Linked DNA regions of Mus musculus: region 2 is linked to region 1. Evidence: chromatin contacts called from public Hi-C data. All regions are on one chromosome and are shown on one strand. Each heading gives the region's core, a stretch centred on a gene start, on an enhancer-like site or on the middle of the called end of the contact. The rest is flanking DNA. Distances are from core to core; before and after follow the strand shown.

Region 1 (4,412 bases), core at 641-3,140:
AACCCGCACAGCAGAGGTGACCCAGCAGGCTGTCCCTAGTTGCCTCTGGATCCCCACTGAGCCTCACAGAGAGGCCTTCCGTGCAAATTAGGAACCCAGAGAACCAGCTTCCCCACCGCACCCCACCCCCCCCCCCCACACACACACACCCGTACATAAAAGGATCGCTGGACCCCTCTGCTCATGAGAATCATGGGCAATGTATATGTGCTAGAAATCGACTTCCTGAACCCACTCTGGGCTCTGGGTTGAACAAAGGTGGAGAGGTAGTGTGAGTCAGGTCTTGCACGCGGACATTTCCCTAGCACTCTGTTGCTAAGTAGACCTATATCACACAGCGCAACCCTCTGAATCGGAAAACTTGTTTTAGTGCGCCCCCTACCTGTAAGGCTTAGAAAGAGCAGTGGTGTGAAGCTGACTCTCAGGGAGCTTGACATCTGGGAAGGAATCACTTAAATTCACAAAAAAAAATCACCTTTTGTCTGGGGTCAGTGTGTGACCATGACCTAGGTGCAAAACCTGACCTTCCAGACTGTAGATAGAGGTCAGAAATGTGACAGTCACACCAGGGTGAAGTCCAAACAGGCAGGTACCAGAATGAGTTCTGAAGACACATAAAGAAGACAGACAGAAGAAAGCTACCCTGAAAACAGCTGCCCCTGGCCCACTGCTGTGTCAGCACACACCCCCACACCCCACAACACACAACCAACCTGTACTCGCGTCTTCCAATCTGTGGGTTTATGGGCTGGCTTCTTCCACATTTCCCTGCTCTACCAACAAGCTCAAAGTGTTCAGGATCTGTGTCTGGTGCCTAGAGCATTGGCAGGCACTCCCAGAATCTCTAGGAACCCACTGCATGTTATAAATGAAGGGTATACCACCACCTCTGCAGCTCTTTCCAGCCCGGTTACTCAAACAATCTGCTCCTGGCGTGTCTCCCTATGGGCTAGAGACAACTAGCAGAGACAGAGACAGGCAAACCCGAACTCCAGAGGACAGGCAAGCCACATAAGCTGTCACGGTCCAGTTACTTTCTGCTCTTCCAAAGCCAGTCCTGCCTACACATCAGCTTCCTGCAACGAAGGTCTGGGATGATCGCTCAGGTTGAGAAAGCGCTTGCCACCCAAGCAGGAGAACCTGAGTTCAATCCCCCAACATGGTATAAAAAGTCAGGGGCACCATTGTAGCCTTGTAATCCCAGCACTGGGGGTGGGGGATGGGGGTGGGAATTGGCAGATCCTAAGACTTGCTGGTCACTCTACCCACTGTCATCAGAAAACCCCAGGTCCCAGTGAGAGACCCTGTCTCAAAAGCAAGGGATAGGGATAGCTCAGCAGTTGCAGAGGACCCAGGTCCGGTTCCAGCACCCACATGGTGGTTCATAAATACCCCTAACTATGGTTTCAGGGGAATGCCCTCTTCTGGCCTCCAGGGGCTCCTTCGTGCACATGGGGCACAGGATCTCATGCCAGCAATTATGCATGCACATAAATGAATAAATCTTTTTTTTTAAATTAAAACCCAACGTGGGTGGCTCCTAAGGGATGACCTTTGACCTCTCTTTGTACAGCTGTACACATGCCTTCAATCACACAAGTGCACTTGCGCACACACACACACACATACACAATACACATATACATGTATACCCATACATGCACTCATAACTCAATTAATACAGGAAATATAAGATTTCCCAGAGTGGGTCAAGCTGTTCATCACGGTAGGGATTTCTCTGGGTGTCTTTCTGTGCTCATTGTTGCTCAGTAATCTCACCCTCTGGCCCCATTTTCCATGATCCCACTCACGTGATGAAACTGCATCCCTGAGGCTGTTAACTTAGCTCCTGCTAATATGCCATCAGGAACCGTGCCTGGCACAAAGGCAGAGGTCAATAAAGACCCATCACCTGTGAAGTTACAGGTTGGCAAGACTGTTCTTGACAGAGCTTATCAGTTCCCCACATCCCACCTCAAGTCTTTCCGTAAACGGACACCTTTTGTTCCCCCCACCCCATGCCACCCCTACCTCTGCTTGGTAACCATTCTCCACACTATGTGAGAAATCTCAGCAGTTCACAGTGAGCCTCCTCCATCATCCCACCAACCCTCGGCAGAGACGAGTCTTCCACTTTCCATCACAGAAATCCACCCCCGGAGAAATCCTAGAATAGCAGGAAACCTACACGCCATCTTCCCCCAGGCTTAAAATCCACACGGCATCTGTGGAAGCGACGGCAAAGTTTGTCCTTCAGCGTGTTTGTTAGATTTATTTGTGTTAGCGGGAGGGGTGCAAAGAACAAGTGGAGAGTCAGAAGGGACCTGGCTCTCTATGTTAGGTCTCTCCCTTGGGGTACAACTCAGTTGTTAGGCTTAACTGGAGGCCTCTTTCCTTGCTGAGCCATCTACCCAGCCCTCAAAGTTCATGTTTCAAATGCAGAGGTGGCATCATTGGGGCTTAGCACAGAGGGCTTTGATTCCTTCTGTTGCGGAGTGAAGAAACACCCAACACCAACCACGCCGATTGCTAGTGTGTTCTCGGTTGTGATGAACTAATTAAAGCTTTCCAAGTAGCAGCTGGAGAGGTGGCTTAGTGGTTAAGAGCACATGCTTCTCTTTCGAAGAAACCAGAGTTCAGTTCCCAGCATCCCTATCACGCTGCCCATTACTGCCTATAATTCCGGCTCCCGGGTATGTGGTTTCCCCTTCTGGTCTCCGCAGGCACCTACCTGCCTTCAGTTGTGTAAACTCACACACAGGTATGCCACACATATAAGCATATATAAAATAAATCTTTCAAACAAACAAAACTTTTCAAGTAAGCTGGTCCAAAGTCACATAGGGCAAGAATAGAAAGGGTTTTGATTATTTTCTAAGGCATGTGTGATTTTTGTTCAGGGTGTGGCTCTGCGTTCTGCCCGGCTGCTGGGCATGGCCACTGGGGAGGCAAAATTTTGAGAGCTTGACTGTGATTATCCCACACTGTTGTGGTCAGGTGTTGGGTTTAAGAAAAACACAGAGCACGGCTCAGGGGGTGGGAAAACACAGTCTGAGAGTGGGGAGAAAGCCAAAGCTGGTATTTCCTGACTTCCAGGGCTCCAGTTGCCTTAGAGAACTGCACAGAGAAGTCAGGAACAAAGTGTCCGGGGTCCCCAGGTCTGCGATGAGGCCAGGGCCTGTGGTGGTTCCCAGACATCAGACATCCAAGCATCAATGGGAGTCGAAGAGCTGAGAGCGAGCCTAGGGCTGGGGGAGGGGGTGGGGAGGATGTCTTAGTCAAGAGTTTCTATTCCTGCACAAAATATCATGACCAAGAAGCAAGTTGAGGGCAGGGGAGAGTTTACTCAGCTTACACTTCCACACTGCTGTTCATCATCAAAGGAAGTCAGGACTGGAACTCAAGCAGGTCAGAAAGCAGGAGCTGATGCAGAGGCCATGGAGGGACGTTACTTACTGGTTTGCTTCCCCTGGCTTGCTCAGCTTGCTTTCTTATAGAACCCAGGACTACCAGCTCAGGGATGGCACCACCCACAATGGACCCCCCCCCCCACCCTTGATCACTAATTGAGAAAATGCCTTACAGCTGGATCTCATGGAAGCATTTCCTCAAGGGAGGCTCCTTTCTCTGTGATAACTCCAGCTTGTGTCAAATTGACAACACAAAACCACCCTGTACAGCAGGGGAGCTCCAGTTCAGCTCAGTGGTGACTGTCCTTAGCTTGACAGTGGTAGTTGTGGCTGGGAGCACAGAGAGATTTTCTACTGGAGAATTAAGCAGGGGTTCTGAGGTCTTCTCCCTGTTCCCCATGGTAGATGAAAGAGACAGTCCTCGGTTCCAAACCGTTTATCAGTTGTTCATAGTGGAGAATGGGTGTGTATCTGCGATTAAATACTTTTTGCAGGGAGGAATGTCTGGAAAGAGAAGCTTACTGGCTAAACCCCCAGGGCCTCTAGATACCTCCTTAACATGGAGAACTCTGTTCTGTGCCTACGTGACCACAGGTCATGTTTCCTTATGTGGGAAGTGTGGCACATGTTCCAGGCCAGGCTTCTGGCAGGGAGTTGTCTAAGTCTCAGGTGTGTACCCACTGAGTTCCCAGGGTCTCAGACCCACTCTACCCACCAAGCTTCCTGGCATGGTTTACTGTCCCACAAATGGGTGTGGGAAAAGATTAGATTTAAACATAATGATATATTTTTTAAAAATAGGTTGGATTTTAAATTTTTTTTAGAAACTCCAGTTCTGCTCCATATATATATATACATACACACACACACACACACACACACACATATATATATATATATGTATATATATATATATAACGTATAAAGTAAACAAAATGTAACCTAATTATATTTTTATTACATTTATTTCTTTGGAGGGAGGGTCAGCATATGTGAAAGTCC
Region 2 (4,412 bases), core at 1,007-3,506, 230 kb before region 1:
AGGGTCTCATGTTTGCATAGCTTTCATATTAACAAGCAGCTATCCCTTCTGCCTCAGGACCTCTTAAACACACACACACACACACACACACACACACATACACACACATACATATATCAGAATGAAAACAAGATAATGTTTTCAAGTCTAAATTGATGAGTTTCAAATGCTAGGGAATGACATACACACACACACACACACACACACACACACACACACACACACACACATATACATGATATACATATACAGATTATTAGGATTATTAGGAGATATATATTTTACTCAAGCCACACACACACTGTGGCATGACATAGAGAGCTACAGAGAGTCAGGTTACCCCATGCATCGTCTGGGTTTTTATGTGGCTGTCTGAAGATCTAAACTCGGGTCTTTGCACTTTGCTGACTAAGTCATCTGTCCAGCCCTGCACTTCAGATGTTTAAGGGTTGATCTGGCTGCCATGGTGTGGACCTGCTGCTCTGCCAGCCCCAGCCACATGGCCTTGGGGGAATTAAAGGTTCTGAGCCTGTATTGGACAGTAACAAGCTCCCCTGGAGGGTTCCTGGGAAATTTTCCTCGTTGCTCCTGGCCCTGGGTGGAAGTAGGGGCTGATGCCTCAGGCATGGACAGGGGAGGGAGAAGGAAGGTGAGACACCGACTAATCAGCAAGGAAACCAGTTCTGCACACTCGCTTCCTTCAGGTAATTAAATAAGGACAAACCCCCTAGCAATTGCTTCTGGACTTGGGTTCTGCCACCTGTCCATTCTTCTTACTCCACAGACTGTTAAATAAAGCCTGCTTTTTAAAAAATCCAGTAAACAGACCAGAAATGATAGTCCTGACTCTGCTGCTGACCGAGTGACTGTGGTTGGCTTCTACTCTGTGCTTCTGCAGAAGGGGCATGAATCTGCAGGGTGGGCATGGGATTCATTTAATGCAATACCCAAAGCGCTGGGTGCTGGCTTGCCACATCTGAGCCTTCCGTGGAAGCAAGCATACATATGATAGGGAAGGTCTGCAGTGCAGAATTTGTTCTGTGCAAATACAAAGGTGCAGAAACTTTCCCATTTTAGAAGTCTTTTGAACAGCTTTTTGGTCATGCTGTCTGCACTCCATGCCTTCCAGTTCCCGTCTGCCTTTCAACCCGCCCTCCCCATTTCACAATCAATGATGCTTTATCCAGCCTTTCCTATCTATGAGTGGGTCCCATTGGTTTCCCCAGAGTGTAAAGATATTCTGGTTGCTATTTATCAGACTCCCCTGAGCAGATGAAGTGTTACAAAGGGATCTAGACTCAGGAGCATCCCATCCCAGCATCAAGAGATGTCCTTCCAGTCTTAATTATATAAGATGCATGCACACACACACACACACACACACACACACACACACACACACACACAGAGAGAGAGAGAGAGAGAGAGAGAGAGAGAGAGAGAGAGAGAGACATACACATACATGCACACACTTGTAGGCATGTCTGACAGCATGGAGGTTCATGTATTCCTAGATGGCAAGACACTATTTTCACACTAGTCATCTCCAGGCATCATTGGTGACTTAATCAAAGAAGACTTAAATTAGACTTACAAAACCAAGACTACATATGTACACATATATTATATGCATATTCACACACACACACACACATACATCACACACACATCACATGAACAAAATGTTTTAATGGAAAAGTTTCCCTGCTAGAGCTTAATTAAGCCAAGTAAGGACTTAGATTCCCCAGAACACTCAGAGAATTGAAGACTCCTCTTAATTGAGTTTTTTTTTTCCTAATCACCTTTGAGTAAATGAGCCTTGCAATGTGTTTGGAACAGGGCCGCTGATTCCTGTTGGAGGTAGTACACAGCCTTTTCAGGGAGAGAGAGAGAGAGAGAGAGAGAGAGAGAGAGAGAGAGAGAGAGAGAGAGAGAATGAATGAATAATCTTAGGACTATGGCTGAGGCAGAGTCATCTGCCAAATCCTTCAACTATGGTTGGAAATGATGAAGCATCTCTTTAAATTGAAGAAGCCCACCAACTACATAACAGCCCTGCGCTGTCCCCGAGTGTGCCTTCCACATGCAACATCCTCCAGAGAAAGAGATTCTCCAGGCCAGAAGCTGGAGATGGCACCCAGCCAGCCAGCATCAAAACCCAAGCCTTCTTTTCCTTTTCTGGCTGCCAGGCTGGGCTTTCCACTAATGGACGAGGACTCATCTCCGGCACGTGGTCTGGGATCGCTCTGCTGGGATCTGTCTTTTTTAGGTCACATTTTTACTGCTTCTCGTTACACTCCAAACTCCGGGCTGTCTGCTTCCATTCACACATAGCCCAAAATAGCAGCTCTCAGGAAGCACTAAATATAGGAAGCTTCAGACTGCCATTTACCTTCCCATTAAAGAAGCCTTCCTTTTGAGTTCTCTGTGGAGATGGCGTGTGGTGGGCTCCTGCTCCCAGTGCAAGAGCAGACTTCCCCCTCCTCATGCCAAAATTACCCTTGCTCCAGATACTGGGTCAGCCAGGACCGAGGGACATAAGTGAGGGATGGAGTCTTCCTGAAGGTCCTTACCCTCCGTCAGCAGCAGCAGAGACTGTAATGGGCATTGGGTGTCATCCCCCAGAAGGCCCATGAAGTAGAAATCTCCTAGATAAGAGCTGGGGGTGATGGTGGTGGTGAGATTTTTTTTTTTAGTAGGGTATGGTTATGAGGGTCTCCTTGTCTGACAACCCAGGGGACCTGGGGATTTTTGTCTGTATTTTTCCAGCTTGGTTACAGGTAATGGAGTCACAGTAGACAGCCCACAGGCAGAAGGCAACAAGAGAAGAATGACTGTTGGGTAGGTCATTATTCCATAGGGGAGCTTTGCAGGATCCCTGGCTTTATCCTACCACTCTACTGCTTTCTTTGGCATTGTTAACGTGGTCATCTCCTCATCTGCTGGAAAAGAGCATCAGCTATAGAACTCACAGGTCCCAACTCAAATTCCTAATTCCTATTCTGGAAGGGTGAGAATGGGCAACACAGCAGACTGTCCACTCATTATCTGCTTTATCGTCTCTGTGCACAAAACCATGTGAGTGTGGGCCACACCTCCTCCTTATCTGCAAATTCTGCATGCTGAATATTCAATACAAAATCTAGTCACAGTGACACACACCTGTAATCCAGGCGCTTGGGGGATAAGGCAGGGGGGGGGTCATCAATTGGAGGCCAGTGTGAGCTACACAGAGTGAGACCCTGTCTCAAAATTACATCCTGAGAGAAAGAGAGAGAGAGAGAGAGAGAGAGAGAGAGAGAGAGAGAGAGAGAGAGAGAATGGTCTGCTCATGTGTGCCATCCAGACTCTCCCCTATATGGATAGTGCTGCCCACTTGGAAGGGACTCTTGCATAACCAGTTCTTTGACCTAGTATGCAAGCATCTCCTGAAAGCATTTTTACAGACACCCCAAGAGGACTATATTCCCAACCCTTTCAGCATCTCTCAATCTGGTCAAAATATCATCACAGCTGGAAACTCAAATTGTTTTTCTGTTAGATTGTACCCACCTAGAATCCATAATTTTTTTTCCATTTTTATTAGGTATTTAGCTCATTTACATTTCCAATGCTATACCAAAAGTCCCCCATACCCACCCACCCCCACTCCCCTACCCACTCACTCCCCCTTTTTGGCCCTGGTGTTCCCCTGTACTGGGGCATATAAAGTTTGCTAGAATCCATAATTTTAACTGAGATATTCGTTTATAAAGAAAAGTCAGAAGTCAATGTAGAGTAGGATACGGGACACCCTAGGTGTGAGAATAAGAAACAGGACCTCATGTAGTAAGACAAGGCTGGCACCTGCATGCGGGCCACTCCTCTCATTGTGGCACATTGCATACCCACTAGGCTTCAGTTATTTCCAGTTTCTACACAATATCCATTTGCTGTGGATTTAGACAAGACCAGAAGGACAAAGTCTCATGAACTTTTGAGTCTTGCTGCAGGAGGTTTTGTTGAATATGGTCTTGAGGGCAAGAGGATTCCTATCCAGAAGGTAGAAGAAAAGTAGCTTAGTTCCTTGTTAATGAAAGGAATGATGGAGTAGGGATGTAGCTCAGTTAATAGGATGCTTGCCAAGTGTTAAAACCCCTGTATTCTATCCCCAGTACTGGTAAACTGGGTGGAGTCGTGAATGTAATCCCAAGATTCAGGAGGATCCAAAACCCAAGGTCATCCTCCAAGGCCTAGGGAGTTTGAGGCCTGATTAGTCTACATGACAGCCTGTCATAGAAAATCAATAAAAACCAGAAAAGGCAGGGGAGAGGTAGGGCAGTTGAAGGTAGGAAGTTCTGGGGTAGCTGATGTTGGAATCATGCTCAGGGCAGACAGGGATTCTAAATGCTAAAGCTTGTCACCATGGCAAT

What was found. Hi-C and Micro-C count contacts between places; a contact is called where the count stands out from the background.
Region 2: a Hi-C map of cerebral cortex shows a contact between it and region 1, with 5 times the contacts expected there. The contact joins two enhancer-like sites. A contact is called at or near these places in 1 of 15 datasets of contacts at CTCF or cohesin (pro-B cells), 7 of 484 Hi-C or Micro-C datasets (bone marrow-derived macrophages, cerebral cortex, cortical neurons and 2 more), 8 of 115 datasets of contacts at active chromatin or transcription factors (the NIH/3T3 cell line, bone marrow-derived macrophages, embryonic basal ganglia and 5 more) and 1 of 9 other capture datasets (bone marrow-derived macrophages).

Annotation. Positions count from the first base shown.
Region 1 is chr13:52,271,804-52,276,215 of GRCm38.p6, reverse strand. No RefSeq gene overlaps it. Among named protein-coding and RNA genes, the nearest start is that of Gm33116, 40 kb to the right of the region's middle. Within about 2 kb of position 1,890, at least 27 of the 459 cell types and tissues checked have an H3K27ac peak or open chromatin away from gene starts, as enhancers often do. A contact at or near this core is called in cerebral cortex and cortical neurons, where this site is marked.
Region 2 is chr13:52,499,670-52,504,081 of GRCm38.p6, reverse strand. No RefSeq gene overlaps it. Among named protein-coding and RNA genes, the nearest start is that of Diras2, 29 kb to the left of the region's middle. Within about 2 kb of position 2,256, at least 32 of the 459 cell types and tissues checked have an H3K27ac peak or open chromatin away from gene starts, as enhancers often do. A contact at or near this core is called in cerebral cortex and cortical neurons, where this site is marked.